2 separate regions of the Sus scrofa genome follow, and region 2 is linked to region 1. The links are chromatin contacts, called in public Hi-C maps. All regions are on one chromosome and are shown on one strand. The core of a region is the stretch at or near the end of the contact, and the rest is flanking DNA. Distances in the headings are between cores, read along the strand shown.

Evidence for each region. A called contact is a pair of places that touch in the nucleus more often than the background predicts.
Region 2: a contact with region 1 is called in a Hi-C map of alveolar macrophages, with 5 times the contacts expected there. The contact joins two enhancer-like sites. A contact is called at or near these places in 1 of 5 promoter capture datasets (liver), 23 of 47 Hi-C or Micro-C datasets (alveolar macrophages, blood, embryonic fibroblasts and 11 more) and 2 of 2 datasets of contacts at active chromatin or transcription factors (alveolar macrophages and skeletal muscle).

What each region holds. Positions count from the first base shown.
Region 1 is chr13:18,081,516-18,084,192 of Sscrofa11.1, reverse strand. No RefSeq gene overlaps it. Among named protein-coding and RNA genes, the nearest start is that of GPD1L, 44 kb to the left of the region's middle. Within about 2 kb of position 1,307, at least 13 of the 83 cell types and tissues checked have an H3K27ac peak or open chromatin away from gene starts, as enhancers often do. A contact at or near this core is called in alveolar macrophages and liver, where this site is marked.
Region 2 is chr13:18,156,137-18,158,813 of Sscrofa11.1, reverse strand. It overlaps GPD1L (glycerol-3-phosphate dehydrogenase 1-like protein), which reads right to left. Exons shown (of 8, transcript XM_003483139.4): 5 at 1,559-1,671. Among named protein-coding and RNA genes, the nearest start is that of GPD1L, 31 kb to the right of the region's middle. Within about 2 kb of position 1,338, at least 19 of the 83 cell types and tissues checked have an H3K27ac peak or open chromatin away from gene starts, as enhancers often do. A contact at or near this core is called in alveolar macrophages and liver, where this site is marked.

The DNA of each region.
Region 1 (2,677 bases), core at 58-2,557:
CTCCAGCTCCAAGGAAGGAAGGATTGAGGGAAGAAGGATGAAAGGTAGGAAGAGAGGAAGGAAGGGAGGAAGAGGCATTTAGAATTTGGCAGTCAGTCAAAAGATCTTTTTTGGGGGGGCCACACCCATGGTGTTAGAAAATTCCCAGGCCAGGGATCAAACCAGTAGCACAGCAGTATCAATGCTGGATCCTTATCCTACCTAGCCACCAGGGAGTTCCCCCAAAAGATTTTTTTTTTCCTTCTTTTTTGGCTACTCCATGGCATCTGGATTTCCCGGGCCAGGGGCCAAGGGCGAGGGGCCAGGGTTCAGATCCAAGCCTCAGATACAACCTAGGCCACAGCCCTGGTGATGCCAGATCCACTGTGCTGGGTTGGGATCAAACTTCCGTCCCAGCACTACAGAGACATTGCCAATCCCACTGTGCCACAGCAGGAACTCTTTTTTTTTTTTCTTCTTTTTAGGGCCACACCCATGGCACATGGAGGTTCCCAGGCTAGGCGTCCAGTCGGAGCTACAGCTGCCAGCCTACACCACAGCCACAGCAACATCAGATTTGAGCCAAGTCTGCGATCTACACCACAACTCATGGCAACACCAGATCCTTAACCCACTGAGCAAGGCCAGAGATCAAACCCGCAACCTCATGGTTCCTAGTCAAATTTTTTCCACTGTGCCACAATGGAAACTCCAGAACTCATTTTATTTTATTTTTTCTTCTTTTTTGTCAGAAGATTTTTAAAGGGACTGCTAGACTCTTTGGTGATGTGTGGGGCAGGAGAAACACAGGTAAAATATGGAAGGAACCTTCCGCAACCAAGGTACAGATCATTAGAGACGATAAAGCTGCATGCCAAGAGTGCAGCCAAAAAAAAATTTAGGTTAATTTTGTCTGATTTGCATCCAGTCTTCTCATTAATGAATATGAAACATTGCAGGTGAAGCTGGAATCCCTTTTCATTACGACACCACCCCCACTTCCCTCCGGCTCTGTGCTCTGACTTCAGCCAGCCTGATGAGTTTGGTCTGTGTCTTTCAATCTGTATTTGATAATTTTCGTACATAATTGTAGACAACGCAGGGTGTTCATTACGTATCTTTTCATAAATCAGCGACCCCTCAGCTGGCCATGGCTATTCTCACTGAATCTAGTGTCCTAGAACTCCAGAGCTGTTTCTCTCTAGGCAAGAACATAGCTTTTCTGGGGGCTGATGCAGATCTGTGGATGCAATGCGGCATCTCTGGCCCAGAATTGAGGGTGTTACTGAGGAAGTGAAGCGGGCTCGGGGGAATTTTGGTCCTGTGCATGCTTCCTCAGCTTAGAGCTGTCTTGGCTAAAAATAGCGGAAGCTGTTCACCATCTGCAAAGCACAGCTGTGCAGGCCCCTGTTTTGAAATGAAAAGAAGGTTAGCATTGCCGAGCATTTCCCAAGAACAACCTTTGCTCACTAGGCAAAAGGTAATGCAGATATTAACTGATAGAGAGTTTTCTCCCATGACCATTGCCGTGTGTGGTAGGAACCACCCTGCTTTATAGTCACTACAGGGCTTTATTCTTATTTTTGTTTTTTTGGCTGCGTACATAGCATATGGAAGTTCCCAGGCCAGGGATCAAACCCACACCACAGCAGTGACAATGACAGCCTCTTAACCTACTAAGCCACCAGGGAGCTCCACTAAGGAACCTTTTAGACGCATGTAGTTCCTTTGGCTGTCCCTTTAGGCATCCCTGTAATCACATCAATCTAGATTCTTAGTTGAAGTTGTATGAAGCAGAAAAGGAACTCCTTAAACAACATTAAGGTTCTCAGAGTTCCCATTGCGGCTCAGCGGTTAACGAATCTGACTAGCATCCATGAGGATGCAGGTTCGAACCCCAGCCTTGCTTAGTGGGTTAAGGATCTGGTGTTGCCGTGAGCTGTAGTGTAGGTCGCAGTCACAGCTTGGATCCTGCGTTGCTGTGGCTGTTGTGTAGGCCGGTAGCTACAGCTCTGATTCGACCCCTAGCCTGAAAACCTCTATATGCTGTGGGTGTGGCCCTAAAATTAAAAAAAAAAAAAAAGCAAACAACATTAAGGTTCTTACAGAAGCTTAGTGAGGGCCAAGGAGTTAAGTTTGGAGGCCATGTAACTAGGAACAATGCCCAATGCCCTACTCCAGCATTTCTTTCCAAAACTTATTTCTGTGACCCTCATCTGCGGCTATGCTTCCTTATAATATAAATATTTTTATAAAAGTGGTATGTGTATATAGGTGTACCTGTACATGTTACAAATTTCAAAAGGTAAGAGAGGATAAAAAGGAAAAAAAAAGTCTTCTTCCTACTACTCCAGTGGCTCACTTTTCCTTCACAGAGGTAGCCTTATTTTCAGTTCCTTATGCGTTCTTCCAGAGAAATGCTATGCATATATATGGGTTTATAGATTAGGTTTTCCCTATACAAATGATAGCACACCATATACCATAGAGTCTGCAACATTCATTTACCACCTAACACTGTATCTTGGAGATTATAAGTACAGAACTGCATCATATTTTTTCAGGAACCGTATCAGTTAGGCTAGGGTAGGTTAGGCCACAGTAACAAAGAACCCCCACTCGTGAGGGTAGCATTCCCCTGATACCAAAGCCAGACAAATATATCATAAGAATAGAAAATTACAGATCAAAACTCCTC
Region 2 (2,677 bases), core at 89-2,588, 75 kb before region 1:
AGCAGCACAAATCCACTGGTAGGCTTCCTGCCAACAGAAATGAAAAGCTAGGCTAAGTTCAGACACAAGACCAGCATGTGGTCCCATTAATAGAAGCTTCTCCAGAGCCCTCCATTTAGCAGCTTTCTTCTCCCCCAGCACCTTTGCTCTGGGCAGGGTCTCACAGCATCTCCACCCACCACCAAACTTTAAAACAGCTTTGGAGCACCCAGACCTTGCTGAGCAATTAGGCCTTCATGGTGCCTCTGCTGGTGAGTGGTCATTAGTTTAATGAAGGACTATTAAAAACCCATAAAAATCTCAACCAACAAAAATAAACAATGCAGCCAAAGCCAGCATCTTAGCCATATAACAGGCTGAGTGCAATGTGAGATTACCCCCTAAGCACTCAGAAAGATGGACGCAGGCTGCCTGGGAGTCCAAGTGATATTAATTCTAGAAGGTGGTTTTGAATTCTGACTAGAAAAAAAGATGTACTGTTTGAAGAGTGGGAAGACACTCTCTGGGCTGGTCTCCCTGCATTTTTCTAATCTTTGCAATTTCCACCCGACAAAGTGAGGCAAATGCCAGATTACTTAATTTCCTTCCCTAGGCACTCAAGTTCCTGAAAAGCAGTTGCTGCTACAAAAGAAATGACTCAAAAGGGTTATTCGTTCACATTGAGGCTTTTTATTCCCCGCCTCCGCCCCCCCCCCCCCTTTGAGATGGCAGTAAGACAGCTCTGATTCCAAGGGGAGAAGGATCACAAGTTGAAGTCCAGTTCCCTGCTGGCTCTTTCCTGTAGTCAGGATACAGGGACCATACGGCAACCACGAGTTTGTGTTTTTTTTTTTTCTTCTTGGCCTCAGTGTACAGCAGCTTACAGGGATCTCGGTTCCCAGCAGACCGGGGATTGAACCCGGGCCACAAGCAGTGAAAGCGCTGAGTCCTAATCACCAGACCACCAGGGAACTCCCTTCTATGTACCCCTTTTAAAACTTTGAAAGGCAGAAGGGAATATCTCAGGAGCCCAAGTCCAAGGGCAGAAACTCCCCTTGACCCGCCCAAGCCACTAGCCAATAGAAGCTGCTTCTTTAATCTGACCTTTTCCTTTTTTAGATAAAGCTATTCTTAGAAAAACCTGTCTCAGCAGACTGCTTTTTTTCCTTTAAAAAGAGCCAGCCACATTATCAAACCCATCAGTGGCACATTCACAGTGACCAAGTTCCTCCTCCAAGTTCAAGATAATGTGTAAGGTGAAAAGGTATCAATTAATAGAAGACTCCCTGCCAGGGGAGATTCCAAGATCAAAGTCCACCCCTTGCTTTCCAAATGTTAATGTGGTCAGTTTCCCCAACAACAAAACACCACAGTGCCTCCCAGATTTACAAATAAAAGCAAACCGCAAATTGAGAGGAAATATCACTGTCCAGGAAAGGCTGGGGCGAAGCAGGAAGTGATAAACAAGGCTGCCAATTCACTGTTCTGCTCCAAGAACACCCACAGAACACAGAGCGCTGCTTGGGGACTGGTTGCAATAACGCCAATGGCGGGGGCAGAAATAATAGGGCTGCTTTACCTTCAGAGCACCACAAAGTTCAACGGTGTCTGCATCATCCACCACCGTAATTCGAAAATTCGGAGTCTGCAGAAGTTCTTTGAAGAGAAGGCCATTCTCCATGACCTTGCTGCCTATTCAAAGGTTAGAGAAAAGGAAATTAATAACAGCCTTTCGGCCTAATTTTCATATCTAACACAGTTCAAAATGACTTTCTTCTTATTACAAAAGTAACATATGTTCCTGATAGGAAATTTAGAAGTCAGAGAACTAGAAAGAGAAAATTAAAATAGTCTGTAATTCCACCCCAGATCATCATTAACAATTTGGCATACATCTTTAACTTACTGGAAGAGGAATACATAATACAGTTTTTTGCAAAATTGAGATCATAACGTGGATGTGGTTTCATAATCTGCTTTCCCTCACTTACGGCAAGAATAATTTTCAGTGACATCATATGCTTCCTACATTTTTTATTTTTATTTTTGGCTGCACCCGAGGCATGTCGAAGTTCCCAGGCCACGGATCACACCTTCACCACAGCAGTGACAATGCTGGACCCTTAACCTGCCGAGCCACAAGGGAACTCCCATTTTCTACATTATTTTAAGTGGCTGTTTTGTGTTCTCCAGATGTGAGCAGGAGACTGGCACTTGCCGTCTGCCTCTACATGGATTGAATCATGAGCCACTGCAGCTGCTGACCCTCAACACCCCCTGAAAAGTGCTCAGGTTATGGCACACTGAGAAAACTGGCAGAACAGGTCTTCATATAGTTAAGATATTTTCAAGAGAAGATTGCATGAGCCCAATTCTTGCATCTCCTCATATATAGAAAAGCATATCGTATCTAGAAAATCCTTATCCATATCATCCATAAAATCCATACCTCTTCGTATCTAGAAAATCTTTCATGGTGACACCTGCTCTTTGTGACTAGTAGTAACCTTCATGGGAGATTTAGCAGCGAACTTCTATGAAATGTGTGTTTGATTGCATGTACCCTTCTCCCTTCACCAAAATCACATACATACTGACATTCTTTGTCACTGACAGGCCTTTGGAGCGGTTTCTCAGAGGTATCTGAGATGCTGCCTCTCAAGCTATACAGTCCTCGCTTTGCCCCAAACAAACTTTA